Regions from separate parts of the Mus musculus genome. Here region 1 is linked to region 2. A link is a contact called in public targeted proximity ligation data. All regions are on one chromosome and are shown on one strand. The core of a region is the stretch at or near the end of the contact, and the rest is flanking DNA. Distances in the headings are between cores, read along the strand shown. Region 1 overlaps Ms4a20 (membrane-spanning 4-domains, subfamily A, member 20). Region 2 holds the start of Ms4a6c (membrane-spanning 4-domains, subfamily A, member 6C).

Region 1 (4,277 bases), core at 258-2,757, 350 kb after region 2:
CTAAAGGTTTCAGCTGGTCTGTTAAGTTTTTAGTAAAAGATCTCTCCAGTTTTGTTTTGTTTTTTTAATGTAGGCACTTAGTGCTATGAACTTTCCTCTTAACACCACTTTCATTGTGTCCCATAAGTTTGAGAAATTTGTGTATTCATTTTCATTGAACTCTAGACAGTCTTAACTCTTTTCTTTATTTCTGTCTTGACACATTTTTCATTCAGAGTTGTTCAGTTTCCATGAATTAGTAAGCTTCTGCTGTTTCTGTTGTTGTTGATGATGATAACCTGCTTTAATCCACGGTGGTCAGAAAGGATGAAGGATGTTATTTCTATTTTCTTGTATTTGTTGAGATTTGCTTCATGTCTAAGTATAAGCACCTCATGGTACCTTCTCCAAATTTGGCCATATAATTGGTCACAAAACAGGCCTCAACAGATACAAAAATATTGAAATTGTCCCATGCATCCTATCAGATCACCATGGACTAAGGCTGATCTTCAATAACAACATAAATAATAGAAAGCCAACATTCATGTAGAAAATGAACAACACTCTACTCAATGATACCTTGGTCAAGGAAGGAATAAAGAAAGAAATTAAAGACTTTTTAGAGTTTAATGAAAATGAAGCCACAACGTACCCAAACTTATGGAACACAATGAAAGCCCTCTCTGGTTCTTAAGAGAGTGTTGGTTACCTGGTAGGAAGTGCTTCTGAGATCCTGTCAGGTGGAGGTTACAGGTACAATGTGTTTATAGGTATTGGTATATGACACTTAGGGATAGATTTGGGCTAGGAATGCTAAAGGAGTCAACAAGAGAGAAGAAAGCAGAGTGTGCCACAAGAATCTGCTTAGTCCCATGGGAATATGGCAGAGAGGGGGTCAGGTTCACAACAGGTGGTCTGCTACAGAGCTGGAGATGAGATTGGGGGATTGGATTTGGAGATGAGGATGAAGAATAAAGATCTGAAGCTTGGCTACCTGCTTCCCTGGAATGGCTAATGGGTCCTCCAGAAGTGCCTGTGGAAGTTGGCTGCTGAGACAAAGGGATGGGGCAGTGATGGAGGTTGTAGAAGAAGACCTACATGATCTTCTGGATACGGGAGCAGAAAGGAAGAGAGGGCACAGCACATGTTCTGCTGCAGAGACTTGGGGAGTAGCTTTGGAGGAGAGAAAGGAAAGTGAAGATCTGGAGATTTGTCATCTACCTGCTTCCCTGGACCGGTAGTGGGTTTGCTATTATTGTATTGTTTAAAGAACCCCTATTTTTTAAGTGTTAATCTTGTTTTCCACATTCTCCTGACAATGTGTTCCCCCATATGTCATCCTTCCATATGGCTTAGAATGTTAGTGCCAGCGTGTTAGTCAATGTTGTATTTCAGTATCAGAAAAACAGTCACTTCTTGTCCTACTTGCTGGGGTTTTATGCAATGCTGGTGGTAGACTAGGGACTGTCTCTCTATTTCCTCTTTCTAGTATCCACATTTTAAAAAGAAGAAGAAGAAGTTCACTGTGGGTGTGCAGGTTTGAATGGTTCTCTGTGTCATGCTCTGAGCTCAGCTGTTGGGTATTGTCAGGGGACCTCAGGGAAGCTCTGAAATTCAGACACGGGACTTCAGAGAGCCAGGATCCCCTCCTACACTTCACCCCAAGATGAAGTTGAAGAATGAAATGTAGAGGCTGAGCTCACAGTGGCATCTTATAACCAGAGAGAAATAATCAGATCATCATCACTAAAGGAATCTTGGACAGTAGATATCCATTGCTTCGGAAACCATGATGTCTATAATCAGGTCCAAGTGTCTATGGTTTGGCCTGAGGATATGTCTGCCTCACTATTTCTGGCTGATGCTGATGTTGCAGTCTGGAGCCCCAATTAACAGCTTCTGTATTATGTGGTCACTTTGAAGGAACATTGAAATCACTTGGGTTACATACTGGAATTGAGTACATGACTATGGATATCAGAAGGACATTTTACTGGAGTGGCTAAAGCTGAAGAATTGAGGCTTCTGCCCAAGCAGAGCATACTCAGCAACGCTGTTTTAATTTCCAAAGGATGGATATCAAACTTCTCAACCACTTCTGATAGAGATGGTGTGATAGTCTAAGTCTAACATGGAATCTGTGTGTGGTTTTGGGCACCTGCATACTCTAGAAAATGGGGTGAATTTGGTTTCTTTGTCTTTTGTCACTACCTTAAAACAGGGTTTCTTACTTCCTCAGAATCTTGAGGGGAAAGTTCTGGCTTGCATGACTGACCAGCAATCTCTTGATAACCTCTGTATGCAATCCTTCACTAAGAACATTCTCTTCTAATGAATAGCATTGGGAAAGACTGGAGGAAATGTTTCAGTTCATGAAGAAGCAGAAGTAGATGGACATCCAGAAAAAGAACTGAACAGAAAAGCTACAACACCATTTTAAGGTCCTCCAGATGATGTAGTTGCTCAGGCTAGGACTATATGGTGTAATCTCATGGGTCCTCTGTATTTGTGATCTTATCTCTTATAGGTTTCTGCTCAATAGCAAGGCCATAAATCTCAGGGGTGGAAAAATACCTCAAATTACTGTGCTGGTCTAGTCAAAAGAACCTCCTTCAAGGAAAAAAATTTATTTACTATTCCATTTATCTGAGGCATTGTGACTTTCTTCCATGAACTCACAGAGATCTGCCTGCTTTGGACTCCACTTGATGGGATCTCAAGTTATGCAGAGTCATGTCTGTCTTAAATTGCATGTTTATTTAAGAACATTCCCTGAAAAAAATTCAGATTCCACTCCTGTAACAGTGCTCTCTGATGTCATTACACATTTCTTTGAAAAAGTGCCTCTACATAGAATATGTGACGTGGTTTCCTGGATGAGTCCACTGCAGATGACTCTGCTGAAGAGATTATCAGATTCTTCATGGGAATCTGATGTAACAGAGTCCTACAGAGAGTAAGGATGTGGTTTCCAGCTCTAGTCCTAAGGAAAGTCAGGTTTCTGTTTGGTGCCAGATCCTATGCAGGTATTCTCTTCTCAGGCACATAACTCGAGAAATGATGCTTCAGCACGACAGGTACTGTCTTTAACATTGTTTGGGTGCAAGGTACATCCTGACTGAACAAGGGGACTGACCTAGCATCATTTCCTACTTCATATGGTTAGGTTGCAATGCTGAATTGTATCTTTCACTAAAATGCTGTGTTCTGTCAGAAATTCATCATGAATAACTTCTATATCACTTTAAGACTGTTGAGTATGGTAGGTAATTGTACAAAATGATGGCCTGGGATTGTAAGAGAAAAGCCTAGTCATTTTAGTAAAACAAAGAACATACAATACCTACATCAAATTCTGACACTTGATTAAATATGAAAAAATTTCTAGGAAAAAACAAAACAAAACAGGAAAATTCCAAGATGTAATATTCTCACAGCAAAGAAACATGAGAAAAACAGATAACAGAAACTTCCAATCCTATAAAAAAGCTTTGGTTCAAGAATAACAATTCATTCTCAGTCAAATCATGTCTCACAACCCACACATTATTAGTGAGTTAGAGAGATGTGCTCCTCCCATATAGCAAAGGAATGTTCTACAAGTCACATGGTATCAAGTCCTATGGTATGGAAAGAAGAAAGGCTAGCTGGGTATAATAATGAAGTTGTTTGCAGCTATCCTCTGAACAATCACTTACTAATAAGCTCTTCAAAAGCTACCAGTCTTATCCTTAGCAATATCATTAATGTGAATACAACACACTGTCTTCCTTTTGCTCTTCTTTCATAAGGCAACATGGCAGCTCTGCTACTTCTTGTTCAAGAAGCAAGTCAAGAAAGACTTAGTATGATTTAGTATGTTATCTTCATACTAAATACAGTTGACTGTAAATGGAACACCCACTGGCTTAATTAGAATTAGCTGTCTATTTGTAGTATGGTAGTCAAGACATATTCTTAAGAGAGAGAAAAAAATCAGTCAAGAACCCAAGTCCCCAGTGGACTTATGAGAGCAGGCAATGCCTAGAAAAATAAAGATAATGAAGGTGGAATAACTATATTAAAAATATCTACTGTGGACTGCCAGATGATTAAGTAGCTCAGAACTGCTGCTCTTAGGTAAGACCTAAATTTAGTTCTCAGCACACACATCCAGGAATTCTGACACCCTATTCTCATCTCTGAAGTCACACACACACACACACACACACACACACACACACACACACACTTTTTGTTTTCTTAATTTTCAAAATATCTACTCTATCTCAGTAAAGGCCACAGTGAAGGAATAA
Region 2 (4,833 bases), core at 1,520-4,019:
GAGTGCATGAGGAACAAGTCTCCTGTTTTCTTTTGTGGGAAAAACAGTCATCTGTAAGCCCTCCCGGAAACCTCTCCACACATCATCCAGAACCTACAGAATACCACATAGGGCCAGCTGCTCTGTCAAGCTCCACAGCACTTTCAGTCAAGTTGTCATTCTGGGGATCCCTTGCCTCTATATTAAGAGGGAAATTTTGTCTTCCTGACACTTTCCTTCACCTCTCAGACTCACAGGTCTTGTAATTTTGATTAAGCAATTTTATAAACTTTTTGCTACATGTTCTTCAAAGGAATCCAGTGGATTGTATGTATGCCCAATATAAGGCCATTAGTTCCATTAAGTTCTGAGACTGGGTAACACAGAGACCCATGCATATACTGTTAGTATAGACAAGATTGAAAAACAACACACAGCAAAAAAATGTTCTCCCTTTATCCAAAAAAAGTCTAGAATGAACACAGAGTAGAGAATCAATGCTCTTTCTGTACCATCTCTTCACTAAGAAAGAGAAGGCCTTTCTACGCTCAGAGAGCACCTAGAATGTAGCTACAAATATTTTCATCAATAAAATACTTAGTAAGTACCCTTCAAAAAATGGAAAAAAACAAAAAAGAATTAAAGAATAAAATCTCAATGACCCATGGAATAAGGTCATTGGAGTGCAGTCCAAGTTCATTGGAATCAATGAAAATATTTGCCAGTTTTAGAAGGTTTTAGTGATGTAAACAGTTTGCCCAGGGTCTTCCACCAGTGAACTGGCCACTCTTTGATCACTCTGTCAAAACTGAAGGCTCCTCCCACCCAAATTTATCTCTGTTCCTAACACATAGAGCCTCACCCTCTGCTCGCCACCCACCCCAGGATGTTCTGAGTGGGATTTACCACTATCACTTTGATCTCAGCCTTTAGATGTTTCTTCAGGCTGTCTTGCCTCTGTTGGGTAGGCTGGGACTCGTCTTTTTGGGGAAAGTTGATTCCATTTGGTGAAATCGTTGTGATGGTCTCATTGGTCACTACCTGTGGAATCATGATGGAGCTGCCACAGCTGGAAGAAAAAATAGACTCAGCTCTTATAAAGTAACGTGCTCACTGTAGTGGTTTGTTTTCTTTTAGTTTGGTTTTGGTACTGTTTGGTTGGTTGATTTATTTTTGTTGTCTTTTTATGTTTTGTTTTTGCCTATTTGTTTGAGAGAGAGAGAGAAGAAGTAGAAGAAGAAAAGAAGAAGAAGAAGAAGAAGAAGAAGAAGAAGAAGAAGAAGAAGAAGAAGAAGAAGAAGAAGAAGAAGAAGAAGAAGAAAAGTTGGATGGGTGGAGAGGATCTAGGAAATGGAGAAAGTGAAACCACAATCAGAGTACATTATATGAATTTTCAGTAAGAAATTAAGTGCTTTGACTTTAAATATAAAATAACTACAAACAAAACAAACTATGCTTCCCAGTTCTGCCCCCACCTCCCAGACTGTGCACCATTTTGCATCCTTGACTTGTTCTTCGGAAGAAGAAAGTGGTGGTATAGGGAAATGTAAAACCACCACATCTCAAATTTAGGAGTTATTTCCCCATAATATTAAACAGAACCCAGTGAGTTTATAATAAACACATCATAGGCAGGGAAAGCCTGAATCCTTACAAGTTCCTGTGTCTATGCACACATTTTCACATGAAATTTGTCAAATGTAGCTCCAACTTCACCTAGAACAATTGCATTGTCTTTATTCAATGGCATTCACTGTCCAGTTACTTTGCTAGCCTTGAGTTATTAAAGTCAACTTTTATGCTTTCCAATCCATGCTAGGTACCACTCAAATATGTAACCCCATTTGCCTGTTTTGAGTGTCTAATGGTGCCAGTTTAAGAATTAGCACTTCCCATTTTATCATATTTTAGTTCACATGATCTTGTAGGGTTTTTCTTCACCAAGCCAATCCTTTATGTTAATAAAATCACAATTAGAAGAAATTCAGAATTAACAATTTGATGTACACGTGGAAGTAATTTATGCTTTGTAGAGCAACATAAAATCATTGTTAAATAAATAGGCAAAGTTCTCTTTATTGACCAGTTGCCTACACACACTTGTGTGTTGGACTCCAGCTGTCTCTGACTCTGGTTCTTCTCTTTATTTTCCCACCTGCCAATGGCAGTCTGTGTCTGAGTCTCTTCAGTGTGGAGAAGCAGTTTAATGCAATAGCATGAGAAATCCTGGAGTCCTAAGCTGTGGTTCAAGTTTTGTCACACTCCCGACAATTATATCCCTGTTAGTTAAAAGAACCAAGTTGCCTGGGGAATGGGTTTCTGAGCTCATCTTAGCTCCCTTCTGTTCTCTGTGCTATTCTCAGCCCTTAGGCTGCCTAATCAGTAAATGACCTGGGAGCTCTGCTCCTTATGTCAGTGATCACCAAGATCATGCAGCTAAAGTGGCCAGGACAGAGGTAAGCCAGATGCCCTGTGCCTTTGCCCATTTAGTTCTAAAGAGGCCCCGTGTCTCCACTGCTTTCATGAGCATCAGCAAGTTCTTGTAACTCAGTCCCAGAAACAGAGTGCTACACAGAGGGAAGTCCCTTCAGGGTTGCCTACCTGAGCCTGTGTGCCTTGTCACCCAGTCACTTCCAGCCGAGCTCTCAGAAACCCTAAGAGCCTTAACTCTGGGTTCTCTCAGGCTGATCCTTGGTTCCTTCTTGTGAACTTGTAACTGTCTCCAGTCCTTCCTTCTTCTGTGCTCGCTGCACGGGAAGGGAAGTGGTGCTTACAGGCTGTGGACTGTTACTGTGCCTGTACTTCCTATATCAGAAAGTCCCAGTAACTTCAGAAAAATCACTAAGAGATTTGAGAGAGTGGGGGGGGGGGGGTAGTAAGTCCCAACACGCACCAGCTCCACTTGAAGCCCAAGTTCACTTTCTTGAACTTCAGTTGTTTAAGCGTTAAACTGAAAACAGCAACAAGCTGGGAAAAGCCATTAAGAAGAAAGTTTTCTGAAGGACCTGTGTTTCTTCTAAGTAGAATTTAAAGGACTATCTTGATAACTAATGATATTACAAGTTGTAGTAATACTGATGAATAAAACAGATCTCAATGTATAATAAAGTATGATAATAGTAATCACGACCTTGGGTTTTGATATATTACTTTATTATATTGTAATACACTACTGAACACACAGTAATGTATCATCAATTGTAACAATTGAATGTTTTACAGTATTTTAGGTACTTTGTTATTCATACTTTCTTCAACAATTCCTCAGCTTCTGAAAAATCAAACCAAAACACTCTGTACACAGTTTTTCAGCACTCGCTGGTTAATTGATACTCTCTTTAGAGCCTTCCTCATCTCTTCTAACCTTCTTCTAGACCACTGGACTTCTCTAACAGGGGATGTGACCAGGGAATTACTGGACACTTCTAGAAAAGTAATAGATCAGGAGAGGAGCAAGCAGAGACGTTTCAACACACCAGGAATGACTTCAACAATCCTGCACTCCAGACACAGTCATGAAGACATGTGTCCCTGTGGCTTTCAGGCCCTTGGGTAGGCACAATTCAGAAGCTGACTTTGACATAATTAATTTCACAGGGGAGCCAGAGCCAGCTGCAGCAACTGGACAGCCACACTCTGAAAACTTCCTTCCTTCTTTCCTTGGAGTCAACCAGAAGGAACCTAGGGAGCCAGTGTGAGCCACTGTCACATCAGAGGGTTGTGGTGTGGTGATTCCCTGCAGGTTTCACAGCAGGCAAAACAACAACAATAACAAAAAGATTTAGGAAGAGACAAGAATGAAACTCAGCTCAGCCCCATTTTGTTGTAACTGGTGCCGGACCACGACTTCTAGAATCTGGCCCCAATTGTTTTACTTTAGCCACATTAAGCACAGCACAATGTGGAACAAAAGGTTTTCGGATAGCACTAAACTCAGGCCCAAGCTCACAACGATGTAATGTTACATTGAGATCCTTTACAAAGCACACCTGGCTTTTTTCACAAGAATGGGTACTATTGACTCAGTGCTGCTGCCCAAGGCTTAGGCTCTAGGGAGCTTGACTGAGGGATACCTGATGCCTGTAGGTTTCAACATTGCCTGGTCCTAAGATAACATCAGCCTCCTATGGTAAAGGCTGTGGTAAGGCACAGGTAACGTCCCTCATGAGGGCCGGGTTTATGGTCTAAAAGCAGTGCTCACGGTTTAAGGTAAGAGTCTGCGATGATAAGTAAAAACAAATTCTGGGAGATGTGGGCAGAGCCTGTTTCATCAAAGAGCAAAGGATCACCAGGTTGTAAACCTACAACATTCCTGGCACTTGTTGTAGAGCAGCTCGGCTACACATCCCATTCCCATGAAGATGTAAACCACCTCTTTATCTATCCTGGCTTCTCCGGTGCTTATCTGTGTACACAGGGCCTTTTTGTCCTTTGCAGTTGTGAATTCTACAGTTCCTGCTTGAACTCTTTTGCAGAAGACACAAGCTAAGACATGTTTTATCATCTGGTAGTTACCTTTGTCCTCAAGGCTAGAACAGCACAGAGATAAAGCCCTGCTTCAATTCTAGAAAAGACTGAGGGACCAGCTTCTCTTAGAACTCCATCCTGATCTTCTGGAACAGGGGCTATAGGAACAACTGTTGCCTGTAAGTGGGATATGTTCTTCTAGCTGGATTGCCTTGTGTGGCCTCAGTGGGTGAAGAATCCTCACAGAGATTTAAAGAGCCAAGGTTGGAAGACAACCAAAGGGGCCCTACTCACTTAGAGGAGAGAGGGAGGGAAAATGGAAGAAGGGTTGTGGGAGGGGAGCAGTGAGAAGGAGGTAAAGTGAATAAATAATAAAAAAAATCTGGT

What was found.
Region 1: a targeted proximity ligation map of bone marrow-derived macrophages shows a contact between it and region 2, with 5 times the contacts expected there. A contact is called at or near these places in 1 of 39 promoter capture datasets (embryonic stem cells), 2 of 130 datasets of targeted methods (bone marrow-derived macrophages and memory CD8 T cells) and 2 of 9 other capture datasets (adipose tissue and macrophages).

The regions. Positions count from the first base shown.
Region 1 is chr19:11,116,706-11,120,982 of GRCm38.p6, reverse strand. All of the region lies in intron 1 of Ms4a20 (membrane-spanning 4-domains, subfamily A, member 20), which reads left to right. Among named protein-coding and RNA genes, the nearest start is that of Ms4a20, 12 kb to the left of the region's middle.
Region 2 is chr19:11,467,304-11,472,136 of GRCm38.p6, reverse strand. It overlaps Ms4a6c (membrane-spanning 4-domains, subfamily A, member 6C), which reads right to left and starts at 2,769. Exons shown (of 7, transcript NM_028595.4): 1 at 2,581-2,769; 2 at 886-1,048. The coding sequence starts at 1,032.